2 separate regions of the Zea mays genome follow, and region 2 is linked to region 1. Evidence: chromatin contacts called from public Hi-C data. All regions are on one chromosome and are shown on one strand. Each heading gives the region's core, a stretch centred on a gene start, on an enhancer-like site or on the middle of the called end of the contact. The rest is flanking DNA. Distances are from core to core; before and after follow the strand shown. Region 1 has its middle 63 kb from the start of LOC100381466. Region 2 holds the start of LOC103627102 (protein CYTOKININ-RESPONSIVE GATA TRANSCRIPTION FACTOR 1).

Region 1 (7,148 bases), core at 3,086-5,585:
GTATTGAATAAACCACTAATTAAATAATTAAAATTTGCGACGTGACAATATAATAATTCTAATGTGTGCACGATATCGCAGACTTGTGCATAAATAAATGCAGACTTCCAAGTGTAGCAAATTATTTATGTGAACTCATAAATCTGGATGTTTATTACCTATACAGTCAAGGACATTTTCGCAAAACAAGCTTCCTTCTTCCTTGAAACAACGACTCTGGGCTTCCTGCGCAGGGGCGGTGCTGCGGGTCGGACGTGCAGCCGCGGCTGGAGAGCCGCCATGAGCGCACGCAGGAGCCGGGAAGCCGCGGCCAGGGCTGGACAGCGGTGGGGCTGTTGCCGGGGATGGCCACAATGCCACATCGGGCCGCCAGGCTTGGCCGCGCCATGGACGGCTAGGCCGCGGGACTTGCGTGCGCACAAGAGGCGACTGGCCTGCTAGAGCATGGACGACGACGCGACACACCACGGCGTGGTTGGGCGAGCGCGCTGGGCTAGGGTGCTGGCACGGCTGGGCCATGCTCGCGGCCAAGGAGAAGGGGAGGAGGGGCGTGCCACCATACAGTCATTGTGCACTGTCCGTTGCGCACCACGTCAGCGCAACCGTTAGTGTTCAGAGCTGTTGACCGTTGGAGACGTTTGTCGTCTTGCTGCACCGGACAGTCCGGTGCCTCTGACTTCTGCGCTCTGACTTCTGACTTGCACTCTTCATCGTGGCAGGTGACTGTTGTTGCGCAGAGAGACGTTGCTCCGCTGGCTCACCGGACAGTCCGGTGAATTATAGCGGAGCGCGTCTCCAAATTCCCGAGAGTGACTGGTTCATTTGTTGTACGGCCCTAGTGCACCGGACACTATCCGGTGCGCCATTTTTCAGCACTCTAGGTCTTACTCCATTTTTAATTGTGTCCCTAATTTGTTTTCTTTCTTGGTTTGTGTTGAACCTAATGCACCTGTAATACATGAATTCTAGACAAACTAGTTAGTCCACGTGTTCGCGTTGGTCGTCAACCACCAAAATTAATTATAGGAAATGGTTAACCCTATTTCCCTTTCAAGTGGGGCCGATGACGTCGAAGCAGCAGGGTCGACGACAAGATCGCGAGCATTCATGTGAGGACGCTTCCCAAAAACCTTATTCGCCCTCTCCCGGTGTAGGATCTCGAAGGCAAAGGGTTCCAGAGACCTGCTCTCCCGAACGCAGATGCACGTCGGTGGTCGGGATGAAGAGAACTACAATGGAGACGCAGTTATGAGTAGAGGCGAAAACCTAACTTGTGTTGGGGATGGGTTTGACGCTGGCTGCCAGGCGCCTTATATATGGCCGAGTCCGTGAACCGATAACGATCCGCGATCCGATCTGCACGTAATCCATGAACCAACAACTCTAAACTTATCAGCCAAGCAACCAAAAAATAAAACGGCAAAAGGAAGCTGCACCCCCGCAAGGTGAGGGGCCGGATTTCGGTGGACCATTCACGTGCATGTCGTGCGCCCGCGCCCTTCGGCCTGGCCCAGCCAGGCGAGCGAGCGCACGCGCGTGTGGTTCTCCACACTCTCTCCTCTCATCCATGACTTGGTGAGTGAGTGTAGCCTCCATATTTAAACTAGTTCCACTCCACTTGGACTAGCAATATGGTACTAATTGTTCCACCATTCCCTAGCCATACCCATACATGGGCTTTTGAGTTTTTTCTAGGATTTAATTGAATTTCTCAATTGGGCCTAGCCCATAAATCCAACAATCCCTCACCAGATCAAATGCCCATCTGCAGTTTTACCACTGTTCACTACTGTTTAATATACTAGTATTTCAGTGGAGACTGTTAAGTTGAACTTCCACCTAGAACTCCAAGCTACACCAACCCACAACTTGGACAATGGACTATGCCTTGAATTGCAAGTTTTGTGTGAATGGGTTTCACTTAAAGCCATAACCAGTACCTGGCTACCAGTAGTCACCTTCTTGGGTGGAGCATATACGCCGTACTCCAAGGTCTCTTCATGAGTTTACTAGAGATCACCCAGATCTCATATACTGCGATGTTAGACAGTCTAACTCATATAGGTGTGTTCTTTCAAGAATGTTCTAAAGGACAACATCTTCGCTAATAAAAGCCAACAAAACACATTAAGGCACAAAGCCAACCTGCCTTACAGCATTTGAGAGTATTGCATCTTTACTTAGAGAGGGTCAAAGGTTACTCTCCTCAGTTCACTAATGGCTTATTCTTCCCAGGACCTAATTCACGGGATCTCCGATCACATAGATTGGGTTTCCACCATGGCAACTTATATGGGTCTCATACCCATCTCTCTCGATGTGATTTCTATCACATTACATGGTAGTTCCTTTGTAAAAAGGATCTGCCAGATTTTTATCTGTTGAAATATAAGTCACACTTATAACTCTGGAGTTTCTCAACTTTCTAACAGACTTCAATCGTCTTTTGACATGTCTTGATGACTTCCCATTATCCTTATAACTTGTCACTTTAGCAATCATTGTCTGATTGTCACAGTTCATAAGGATAGCCGGTATTGGTTTCTCAACCACCGACAAGTCCATCAAGAGTTCACGCAACCATTCTGCCTCAACAATTGCTGTGTCAGTGCAGCTAGCTCGGCTTCCATGGTTGACCTCGTCAAGATAGTCTGCTTGCATGACCTCCATGATACCGCACCTCCGCCAATAGTAAAGACATAACCACTGGTGGCATAAAGCTCATCTACATCAGATATCCAGTTTGAATCACTATATCTTTCAAGTACTACATGCTGACTAGAATAGTGAATTCCATAGCTCATTGTACCGTGCAAGTAGCGCATAACCCGCTCAAGTGCATGCCAATGACCAGTCCTAGGGTTTGACATGAACCTACTCAATTTGCTCACAACAAACGAAATATTAGGCCATGTTGCACTAGCAAGATACATGAGTGAACCGACGATCTGAGAATATCTTAATTGGTCTAAACCAATTCTCTTGTTCTTTCGCAGTGTCACACTAGGATCATAAGGTGTTGGAGAAGGTTTGCAATCAAAGAAGCCAAATCGCTTCAAAACCTTTTCAACATAGTGAGATTGCGAGAGAGTAATCCCACCATCTGCCTTAATCAGCTTGATGTTTAGAATCACATCAGCTTCTCTAAGATCTTTCATATCAAAACTCTTTGATAGAAAAGACTTGACTTCATTGATCACATCAATGTTTGTGCCAAATATCAATATATCATCAACATATAAGCACAATATAACTCCTTCGCCCCCACCACATCGATAATATACACACTTGTCTGCCTCATTAATGGCAAAGCCTGTAGACGTTAGAGTCGTGTCAAACTTCTCATGCCACTGCTTTGGTGCTTGCTTCAGACCATACAAAGATTTCAATAACTTGCACACCTTGCTTTCTTGACCCTTTACTAAAAATCCATCAGGTTGTTCCATATAGATTTCCTCGTCCAGCTCTCCATTAAGAAAAGTTGTCTTTACATCCATCTGATGGACAAGGAGACCATACGAGGCAGCCAAGAAAGTAGTACTTGAATAGTAGTCATTCTAGCAACAGGTGAGTAAGTATCAAAGAAGTCTTCTCCTTCTTTCTGAGTATAGCCTTTAGCCACAAGCCTAGCCTTGTACTTCTCAATTGTACCATCAGGCTTGAGCTTCTTTTTAAACACCCACTTACAACCCACATGTTTACAGCCATAGGGTCGATTAGTGACTTCCCACGTACCATTTGAAAGAATAGAGTCCATCTCATTATGAACTGCTTCTTTCCAATCATCTGCATCTGGAGATGCAAATGCTTCCATAATGGTAGTAGGAGTATCGTCCACAAGGTACACAATGAAATCATCACCAAAGGATTTTTCAACCCTTTGTCTCTTGCTCCTTTTAGGAGCATCATTGTTATCCTCCTCTAGGACAATTTCATGTGGCTGTTCAGAACTCTCAACAGGTGTACTATGTTTAGGAGTTATCTCAGAAGAGTATCTAGAATTTCTATGAATGTCTTTCATTGGAAATATGTGTTCAAAGAAAGTAGCATCACGTGATTCCACAATAGTATCAACATATACATCAAGAACTTCAGATTTAACTACTAAAAATCTATACGCTATGCTACACGAAGCATATCCCAGAAAGACACAATCCACTGTCCTTGGTCCAAACTTGCGCTTTTTATTAACTGGTACATTGACTTTCGCCATGCACCCCAAGTGCGCAAGTATGAAAGTGATGGTTTTCTCCAAACTAGCGACGACCCTAAGGGGGGGGTCGCCCTGGGCCCCCCGGAATGATGGGCCCCACCCCTGACACCAAGGAGCAGAGCAGTCGGAACAAAACGACAAGGAGCAGAGCAGTCGAGCAGATCATGGAAGTACGGAACCGCCAGGAGTAGAAACTAGCAAACTGCATCACGGAAACGCTTCGTCCTGATCCGTTCGTCGCTTCGGCCTTCGAGTCCTTCCTCCTGTCTTCCTGTCGGGTCGTACGCCCATACCTGGCTACCTGTGTCTCGGTCTTGCCTCGATGCCTCGGTGTCTCGTAGCAGCAGGTCGGGGCTGCCGCCACCACCTCCAAGACTCACGCCTCCATCCTTGATGTCGCCAGCCGGCGGCCGGACATGCACGGCGCCCTGGCGGCCCTGCTGCGTAGCCTGTGCTCCACCACACTCTTCCCCTACTTCATGCTCGTGGCCTGCGAGGGCGGCAACCTCCTCCTTCTAACGACGTGACATTTTCTAATGTTATCCCAGAAGACGACGTGGTGACGTGACGTTGCTTCGAAATTTCTGTATTCCATAATCGGTAATAATTCTTTAAGTTTATTCTTGTAACTAAGCGATAACTTCAATTCATAATTCTGTTTTTAATTTCGGCATATAGTCTTGTCATCTAGAAAGTATCCATCTGGTTCTGAGAAAACGAAGAGGAAGAAACGAGCAAATAAGTTCATAGAAACGCGGAGAGGAGCTATGGACAAATTTTTTTTCTAGTAATTCAAGAACTTCAAGGAATCAAAATGAGATGGCTATAGTTGCTATAGAGGAGCAACCTGATAATTAGCTAGAAGATCAGGGCTTTACACCAGAAGAAAAAATTGATCATGAGCCTATGGTTAATTCACCTCCTACAGAAAATGCTAGTGTTGATGAACAACCTGTTTTTACTGAGGATATCTATGATTCAATAAATTGGGATAATCTTGATAACAAGTCAAAGGACATATTAGTAGAGAAGGGATCCATCAGAGATGAAAATATTGAATTTCCTTTGGATACCAATGGCAGACATTTTTCATATACTCATTACTCTAGAAAGATGAGCAATGGAGAAGTTTATGATAGAAAGTGGTTGGTAGATTCCAAACACGTTGATAGAGTGTTTTGTTTTTCATGCAAGCTTTTCAATACAGAAAACTGCAACAGTTCATTGGGTTATGAGGGGTTCAGAGATTGGAGGAATATTAATGAGAGGTTGAAAGAACATGAGGCTAGTATAAAACATATTACAAGCATGAACCCTTGGAATGAACTGAGGGTGAGGCTTGATAAGCATGAAACAATTGACAAAAACATTCAGCAGCAAATCACAAAGGAGAAAGAGCGTATCAGGCAAGTTTTACAAAGAATAATTGCTGTTGTGAAATTTCTTGGTAAGCGGAATTTAGCTTTTAGAGGACCAAGTGAGAAACTTTACAATGATCAAAATGGTAATTTCTTAGCTTGTGTTGAGATGATTGCTGAATTTGATTTGGTTATGCAAGATCACCTCAGACATATTCAAAACAATGAGATTCATTATCACTATCTTAGTCATAAAATTCAGAATGAATTTATTTCTCTTTTGGCTTCTGACATCACTAAATCTATCATAAACACTGTTAAAGAGGCCAAATATTTTTCAGTTATCCTTGATTGTACCCCTGATGTTAGTCATCAAGAACAAATGAGTTTGTTGATCTGATGTGTTAATATGTCTACTCATAAAGTTGAGGAGTATTTTTTGGGTTTAATGAAGGTAGATGATACATCCGGTGAGGGACTTTTTAATTCATTACTTGATTCCATTAAGTCCCGTGGCCTAAATATTGAAGATGTTCGGGGTCAAAGTTATGATAATGGATCTAACATGAAAGGAAAGCACAAGGGCGTGCAAAGACCACTGCTTGATATAAATCCAAGAGCTTTATTTATGCCATGTGCTTGTCATAGTCTTAATCTTGCACTTTGTGACATGGCTAAATCTTGTGGCAAAGCTATTTCATTTTTTGGGATTGTGCATCGAGTATATACATTGTTCTCTAGTTCTACTAAAAGATGGGATGTTTTGAAGGATCATGTTGAAAGCTTAACTGCGAAGTCATGGTGCAATACTCGTTGGGAGAGTCGGATTAAAAGTGTCAAAGCAATAAGATTTCAAGCTCCTCAGATAAGGTCAGCTTTGCTTCAGTTGAGTACCGATAAGGATACCGAACCAAAGGATAAAAGTGATGCAAAAAAATTATTTGATCTTCTTGGTACCTTTGATTTTATACTTGGTATGGTTATTTGGTATGATATTTTATTTACAGTAAACAAAGTGAGCAAGCAGTTGCAATCCTCATCCATGTGCATTGATGCTACATTAATGAGAATAGAAGATACAGTGAATTAGTTTCAGAACTATAGAAATAATGGATTTGCTTCTAGTTTGATCATTGCCAAAGAGATTGCATCTGAATTGGGTGTAGAGCCATCATTTCTAGTGAAACGTCATGCTAAGAGGAAGAAACAATATGATGAAACTGATTGTGAGGAAGCAAATCTTGAAGCTGAAAAAGCTTTCGAAGTTAGTTATTTTTTGGTCATGGTTGGTATTGCAATTAGTTCATTGAAAAGTAGATTTGAAGAACTCCAATTATTCAAAGACATATTTGGATTTTTTATGGACTCCATAACCTTGAAGTCATTGGATACTATTGAACTAAGAGAATGTTGCACCAAATTTGCAAACACTTTCTCTTTTGATGGCTCATCAGATGTTGATCTAAATGATCTAATTTTAGAGTTTAGTGTTTTGCAGTTGACTTTAATAGATAAACCAATGTCTGCCATGGATATTTTTGAGTATGTTAGAGAAGTGGATTCTTATCCTAATACTG
Region 2 (7,148 bases), core at 2,718-5,217, 110 kb after region 1:
TGAGATAATAAGACCATGTGAAGTGTGTTCAACCTCTCTGTACTTAAAATTAGGCCCATGGACCAATAGCCTTAATAGTAAAATTATCATGAAACCAATGAAGGAGGCAAACAACGGCCGAAGAACATAAGCTAATAACTATGATGTCATCAACAAAAATGAGCATGTACATCTAAATACCACCTTTATTGAACATAAATAGCCAGACATAGGATTTAGAGGTTAGGAATCCAAGTTCCAAAAGTTTTATGCTTAGTCGAGAAAACCAAGCGTGTGGCACATGTTTCAGACCATAGAGAGCTTTATTGAGTTTGCAATTATGGTCCAATCGCGAAATAGCCCATGCAACAAGGCATTTTGAATATCAGTTTGATGAATAGCCTAATCTTGACATACAACTAGCGACCATAAGATATGAATAATTGTATCCTTGATAATGAGGCTAAAAGTATCTCATAATTAATCCCATATTGCTACTTAAATCCTTTTGCAATTAGCTAGGCTTTATAGCAATCAAGAGAGTCAACTACCTTTTGCTTGAGTAAAAAAAACCATTTGTAGTCAATAACATTAAGTCAAACATGAAGATGCCAAGTTTTATTTTTGATAACTGGCTAAAATTCATCAACCGTAGCTTGATGCTAGTTAGGATTTTTTTCATAGCAACAATACAATTTATGGGCATGTTAGTAGATGCTTGGATAACATAATATGTACCAATATAGTAAATAGGATTTTTAGGTTGTCTGACATTATATTTGAGCCTTATCCATATAGGTGAATAAATGTACCAAGATCTTGAGTACTAATAGTAGCAACATCTAATACAAAAGAGACATGAGGATCTAGTAACACAAGTGCTTGTTGGTTAGCATCTAAGGGCTCATCTGTGGATTGGTGGGCATGAAGCATAGAGGTGGGCCTAAAGGATAGGACAAGGTCTACCAGCACAACAAGACCCACATATGTGGGTGCGAGTTCACTTGTCCGAGAAGAGGCAGACATTGTCAAAGCCTACAAGACTGCTTTGTGCCACACATTATTGGGGAGGTCGCACACTGACTCTAGAGTTAGAGCTTTGGTAGGAAACAAGTTAGCAGCAACATATAATTGCATACAATCATAACCACAATTAGTGCAACTGCTATCCAAACTAATTATGTGTAATGTAGAGTAAACATGATTAGTTGGCACTTGGAGAAGATATAGAGGATGAACAATAGAAAGGATAATCACATACATTATGTACCTAGAAATATAGACACGACCAGAATCACGATCAAGGAATTTGTATCCTTTGTGCAAGGAAATATACCCAAGAAAACACGTTCTTTTGAACAAAAATAAAGTTTATTTTTGTTATAGGGATAGAGATGAGGCCAACAAGCACATTCAAAAAACTTGAGAACAAACAATTTGGAGGTAATTAAAGAGATGCTCTAGAGGACGTTTGTCATCGATGACACATGACGATTAATGAGATAAGTGACAATGACAAAACTTTCATCCCAAAATCTAATGGACATAGAGGCATGGACTGGAAGAGCATCTTGATAATGTGACATTGTTTTCGCTTAAGTGACCCATTTTGTTGATGGGTGTGAGGGTATAAGATCTGATGATCATTGCCCATGGACCGATTGAAGGCATGAATTTTCTAATATCACCACCATAGTCAGAATGAATACATTTAATTTTGTCACTTAGAAGATGTTCTACATGTGTTTGTAACTACAAGAATATGTGAGGTGCTTAAGATTGGTCATGCATAAGATAAATCCAAGCAAATTTGTTAAAATCATCAATAAAACTAATGTAGTATTTGAATCCCCAACAATCAAAGGCATAGGACCCCCAAACATTAGAAAAAATAAGATCCAAAGGAGACATAGAATGATGAATGGAAGTATCATAGGACAATTGATGACTTTTAGCCATTTGATAGGAGTTCGAGTGGATGACTTTGACTCTTTAGGACATGAAATATTATTAAAATGCAAAATCAACTAAACAACTTGTGATCAACCAATTAGGGCTAGTTTGAGGGTGATAATATCAATAGTTTGAGAGGGTATAAACCACCTTCACATGACCCCTCAAAAAGACTTTTATGTGTTAATGGATCTTTTATAGAAAAATGTCATACATGAAATTCAAAATAAATATAACTATCATACAAGAATTTATGAACAAAGAGAAAGTGTTTGTTAATGTTATGCGGATGTAAAAATTACGCAAAATAAGAAGTCGAGCAACAATATTATTTGTGGAATAACGAGTTTGTAAAATATGCACTGTTGTCGAATTGAACGTGTTCACTACTATGATAGCATTTGCGCATAGCAAACCGATCAAGACTGTTGGCGATATGGTCTGTGGTGCATGTATCTTTGTGCCAGTTGGGCTCCACCTTGTATGATGTAGATGCTAGGGCCACAGATGGATTATGGTTCTAATAGCACTCATCCATGTGATGCCAACAACAAATAACAATGTGGTTTTATTTACCACAAACTAACACATAGGTCGAGAAGAGTTGTTGCAAGATCTCTACAAGAATTAGTAGGGCTATGTGGCACATCCCTGTGGGAGCGACTATGACCACTGTTACCATGACCACGACCACATGAAGACCCCCCCCCCCCCCCCACGACCATCATAGCTCAACGAGAACCCACTGTTGAGTTGGAGTGACACCTAATGTTGCAATTGGTGAGCTTCAAATGTCATAAAGTGCGTGTACACATCATAAAGCGAGAGATGATCGCTCTTGGTCATCATTGAATAGACAAAAGGATCATATTCTGATCCAAGACTGGTGAAGAGGTAGGTGACCACATTGTCATAACGGAGAGGAGCACCAACAATGACAAGATCAAAGATGAGACCCTTTATCTTGTGAAAGTAGTTAGCGGCAGATAGATATCGTTACTTTATTGTGGCGAGTTAAACATGGATCTAAACCGTGTGGGCCTTGGTAGAAGATGCAAACACTTGCATGGAAGGGAGTCCTAGACCTCCTTTGATAATGTGGCGTCAACAACATCGCAAAGAACTTCCTCAGACATGGAGGAGAGGAGGCCGCTAAGGACCCGCCGGTCCTGATCATACCAACGGTCATACACCATGTTGGAGATGCTTTCGGTGCTAGCTGCCATGGAAGAGGACACCATCTTAACGGTGCAGGAGGGGTTCCATCTAGGTAACCAAGGAGCTTGGTGCTTCGGAGATATGATAGAAGCTATGTGTGACAGATGAGATTGTTAGTCATGATGAGCCGGACAGTGACAACAATGGTGAATTGTGATAGACACAAAGATGGTGGACTGGATGGATATGGTTGTGGTGGACATGGTGGAGGTAGAGGAGGTGGAGGAAGAAGTAAGGGTGGATATCTAGGAGTTCTCTAGCTCAATTACCATGATAGACTGAATGACACGATGTCCTCCACGGTCACGACCTCATGTTTATATAGTGGTACACATACATGAAAAGCTAGGAATCGTAGTAAGGCAGATGCAAAACGTAGAACTCTCCTAGTAATAATAGAGATAACCTTATATGTTTAACAGACAGGAGACACAATTTTAGGACACAGAACTCCTACTAATAATAGACATAATCTTCTATGTTTAACTAAATAATCATTGCATGACATATCTGTACTAGCTTGGTGGGGGCCACAAGGTGGAGTTGCATCACATATTCACATCTTTGTTGTCTTCTCGATTTGGGACTGAATGTTTTGCATCGATAGTACTGTGTGCGATGTGTTTGTTGCACTGTTCCTTTGGTTCCTCATCTCCCTTCTGTGTGCACTGTGCTGGTGTGCTGTCTGTGGCCACTCTCTTTCTCACGCTCTAGGAAAGGGGATCACACATCACACCTCTCTAAATCCCCTAGGGCCCTAGCTAGAGAGAGACTGATAGCATCTGTTGCTCCTCCACCCTGCGTCTGTTTATAAAAAGGACAAGCCCCTCTCCACACATTCCGTGATCACCCTGGGCCCTTGTAAATTGCCCCTTCAACTGCACATCTCCTCTCCATCGTCTCCTTGAGGCTTATTATATGCATGCATCATCCCTGATCTCTTTCATCTCTTCCTTGCTAGCTACTTCTCTAGTTATAGCTCTCTCTCTCTCTCTCTCTCTCTCTCTCTCTCTCTCTCTCTCTCTAGCTCTCTTCTCTCTCGTAGTACATGTCTACCGTCTTCATGACCCAACTGCCGCGTACTCTCCGTCTAATGGAGGGAGAGCAGGATCAGGGACTCTTTCCGGCGTCGACCTTCCATGTCGCAAAGGACCCTCCAATCTTGTTCCCGTTCATGATCACCAGCCCCGTCCATGTAGATCAGCTCCAAGGGCAAAGCAGCTATGGTGATCAGCACTTGGGGCAGCATGTCTTGTCTGAATCTACTCAACAGGTTAGGGGATCACAGCTTAATTTGCTATAGAGATGCATATATATGCGTGCATCCAAGGAAAGCTACTACGTAGATTTTATATCTTTGCATATTATTATATAGGTGTTCCTCACTTCCTTTGTCGTTTTTTATTTGTCAATCATCAGTTCACCGATCGGACGATGATAAGTGGGTCAGAAGTCTTCCCTAGGCGGCCATCGCCGTTCGGGCAGACTATCCAAAGCATCGATGGTGATATGATCCAGCCATCTGCGTATGATCCATATGATATAGTGGAGAACCAGCGCACGGAAGGATTGAGCGGCGGCGGCTGGACAGTGTCGTCGTCCTCGTCGTCACCGCCGGCGAAGATGAAGATCATGCGCAAGGCGACGAGCGAGTATCCCGAGGGTGGAGCTGCAAGAAAGCCAAGGAGAAGAGCCCAAGCGCACCAAGACGAGAGCCAGCTACTGACGATGCAGCAGCAGGCTATGGGCGTCGTCGTTAGAGTGTGCTCCGACTGCAACACCACAAAGACCCCCTTGTGGAGGAGTGGTCCTCGTGGCCCCAAGGTGAATTACCAAGTAATTGGGAAACGCCCTGATCTGCGCGTTCGTTTGAGGTTCTAGCTCAGCGGCGCAAGTTGCGCAACCTGCACCTGCAGTAGTAGTGGAGGAGTGGTCCTTGTGGTGGTCACATCCCCTATATATATTAATTAACACTCACTAATTCATGGGCTAATATATTCCCTCTTGATATTAATGTGTGTGTTGTGCCTTTTGCATGCTGCACACAGTCTCTCTGCAACGCATGTGGCATAAGGCAAAGGAAGGCGAGGCGGGCGATGGTGGCCGCGGCCGCGGCAGCTGCTGCCAGCAACGGAGGCGCGCCTCCACAAGCGGTGAGCGGCGTTGCCACCCAGCAGCAGCCGAAGCCGAAGCCGGCCAGGAAGGAGAAGAGGTCGGACGCCGCCGACCGGTCGCTGCCGTTCAAGAAGCGGTGCAAGATGGTGGTTGTCGATCACGCTGCCGGTGCAGCGGCAGCCACGGCGACGCCAGAGGCCGCAGCTGCTCGGAGTACCAAGGATCAAGCGGATCACGTCTCCGGCGACAAGCAGGTTGTTGCCCCTGCCGCCGCGATGAGGAGTCTGGATCAGAGCGAGATCGCCACTCCTCCTCCCTCGGCGGTGTCGTCGTTTCATGCTGCTTTCCCGGCCGACGAGATCACCGACGCCGCCATGCTGCTCATGACCCTGTCCTGTGGTCTCGTCCGCAGCTAGCTATATATGGCTAGCTTCTACCTGCTGAGAAATCCGTCGCTAGCAAGTGCAACCTGATTCTGCACCTAAAAAGTACCCTAGCTACATCTACCATATCTTAATATCGCTTGTGTTCTTTTGTTTGATTTTGTGTTGAGACCGGAAGAGGAAGGAGATCGCCAGGAGATATATAGAGTGATCACATGTCCAAGGCGGACGACAATAATTATGCGAAAAACTCTCGCTAGCCAGGAATTAGTCATTTTCTACCATAAGAGTGAGCCTTTTAATTTCACCCTTTTTCAGTTCTTCGGCTAATTATATATTCAAGTCCACTATATGCTATGTAACTTTCTTTGTTCCATAATTTGTATTACTTATATATGTTGTACTGGATCATCGGAGCTAAATAAAAATATTGAGGATATACAGTGATCGAGGGGTGTTGCATGGTTGTGGCGTTTTTTCACTGTTACATTTGTGTAGTGTATGTCAGCTGCTACTGAGCTGAGACAGGAATAGGATCCCTCTGGCTACTTCCTGCCAGGTACCCTACATGCTCTCACTTTTTTTTGCAATAAACATTCTCTTTTATCATGCGTGTCAGCTACTATGTGGGACGACTGGTGCATGCATTGGTGTTTGGAAACAATTGTCCACTTCAGCTTCTTGCCATTTTTACTGCTTACTTATTATATATATACATTCACACACATTACGTGGTTCAGTGCCAAGGAAAAAAGAAACTAAAAAGCCCCTCATCCAATCGTACGTGTATAGTACAGTACATTTAAATTGCAACAGACATCTCCTCAATTAAGTCTTGTTTGTTTCAATAAACTAGAATCAAGTAACTAATAATACCTCTTATCAATCATTTATGTCCGCCATTCTAAATTGTAGGGCATGTACACACCCTGTTACTTAGGGTCTCTAAGGGTAAGAGGGAAAACATTAAAAGATGTGGGATCTTTAATTTGTGAAGAGCCTGTCTTTACATGACTATCTGTACTAAATTTACGATATACAGGGCTCTAGGTTTATTTTTTATGCAATCTCTTAAAAAACAATCTAAACGAATTCTGGGTTGCACATGCACTAAGACGTTGATTTCTCTAGCTAGATACATTGATTTTACCATACATCTAAACACAATGTATATCTACGTATGAATGTGTTGACGTCTTTTTAGAGCGCCAATCACTCAACACGAACTAGCGGCGGTGCTCTCTGCATAGGGGCGGACGGTCCGCAGCCTGGCGCGAGGCTAGGTTTTCCTGCCTGACGGCCGGACGGTCCGCGCCCTAGGGCCGAACGGTCCGCGCGTGCGCAGGGGCGGCGGAAGATCGCCGACGGCGCCTGGATCTCGCTCCCGGGAGGGACCCCGTCGGGGAGGAGAGATCCTAGGAGTTGTCTAGGCTCGGGCAGGCCGACCTAGACTCCTCTAATCGACGTAGAGTCGAAGAGAAGCGGAGAATTTAGGAATCG

Evidence for each region. Hi-C and Micro-C count contacts between places; a contact is called where the count stands out from the background.
Region 2: a contact with region 1 is called in a Hi-C map of leaf, with 4 times the contacts expected there. The contact joins the promoter of LOC103627102 here to the enhancer-like site in region 1. A contact is called at or near these places in 3 of 25 Hi-C or Micro-C datasets (all in leaf).

What each region holds. Positions count from the first base shown.
Region 1 is chr5:158,540,621-158,547,768 of Zm-B73-REFERENCE-NAM-5.0, forward strand. No RefSeq gene overlaps it. Among protein-coding and RNA genes, the nearest start is that of LOC100381466, 63 kb to the left of the region's middle. Within about 2 kb of position 4,336, at least 14 of the 20 cell types and tissues checked have an H3K27ac peak or open chromatin away from gene starts, as enhancers often do. A contact at or near this core is called in leaf, where this site is marked.
Region 2 is chr5:158,654,983-158,662,130 of Zm-B73-REFERENCE-NAM-5.0, forward strand. LOC103627102 (protein CYTOKININ-RESPONSIVE GATA TRANSCRIPTION FACTOR 1) reads left to right here and starts at 3,968. Exons shown (of 3, transcript XM_008647422.3): 1 at 3,968-4,423; 2 at 4,570-4,986; 3 at 5,199-6,095. The coding sequence starts at 4,199. The coding sequence ends at 5,681. It overlaps LOC111589424 (small nucleolar RNA Z247), which reads right to left and starts at 2,856; the gene lies at 2,717-2,856.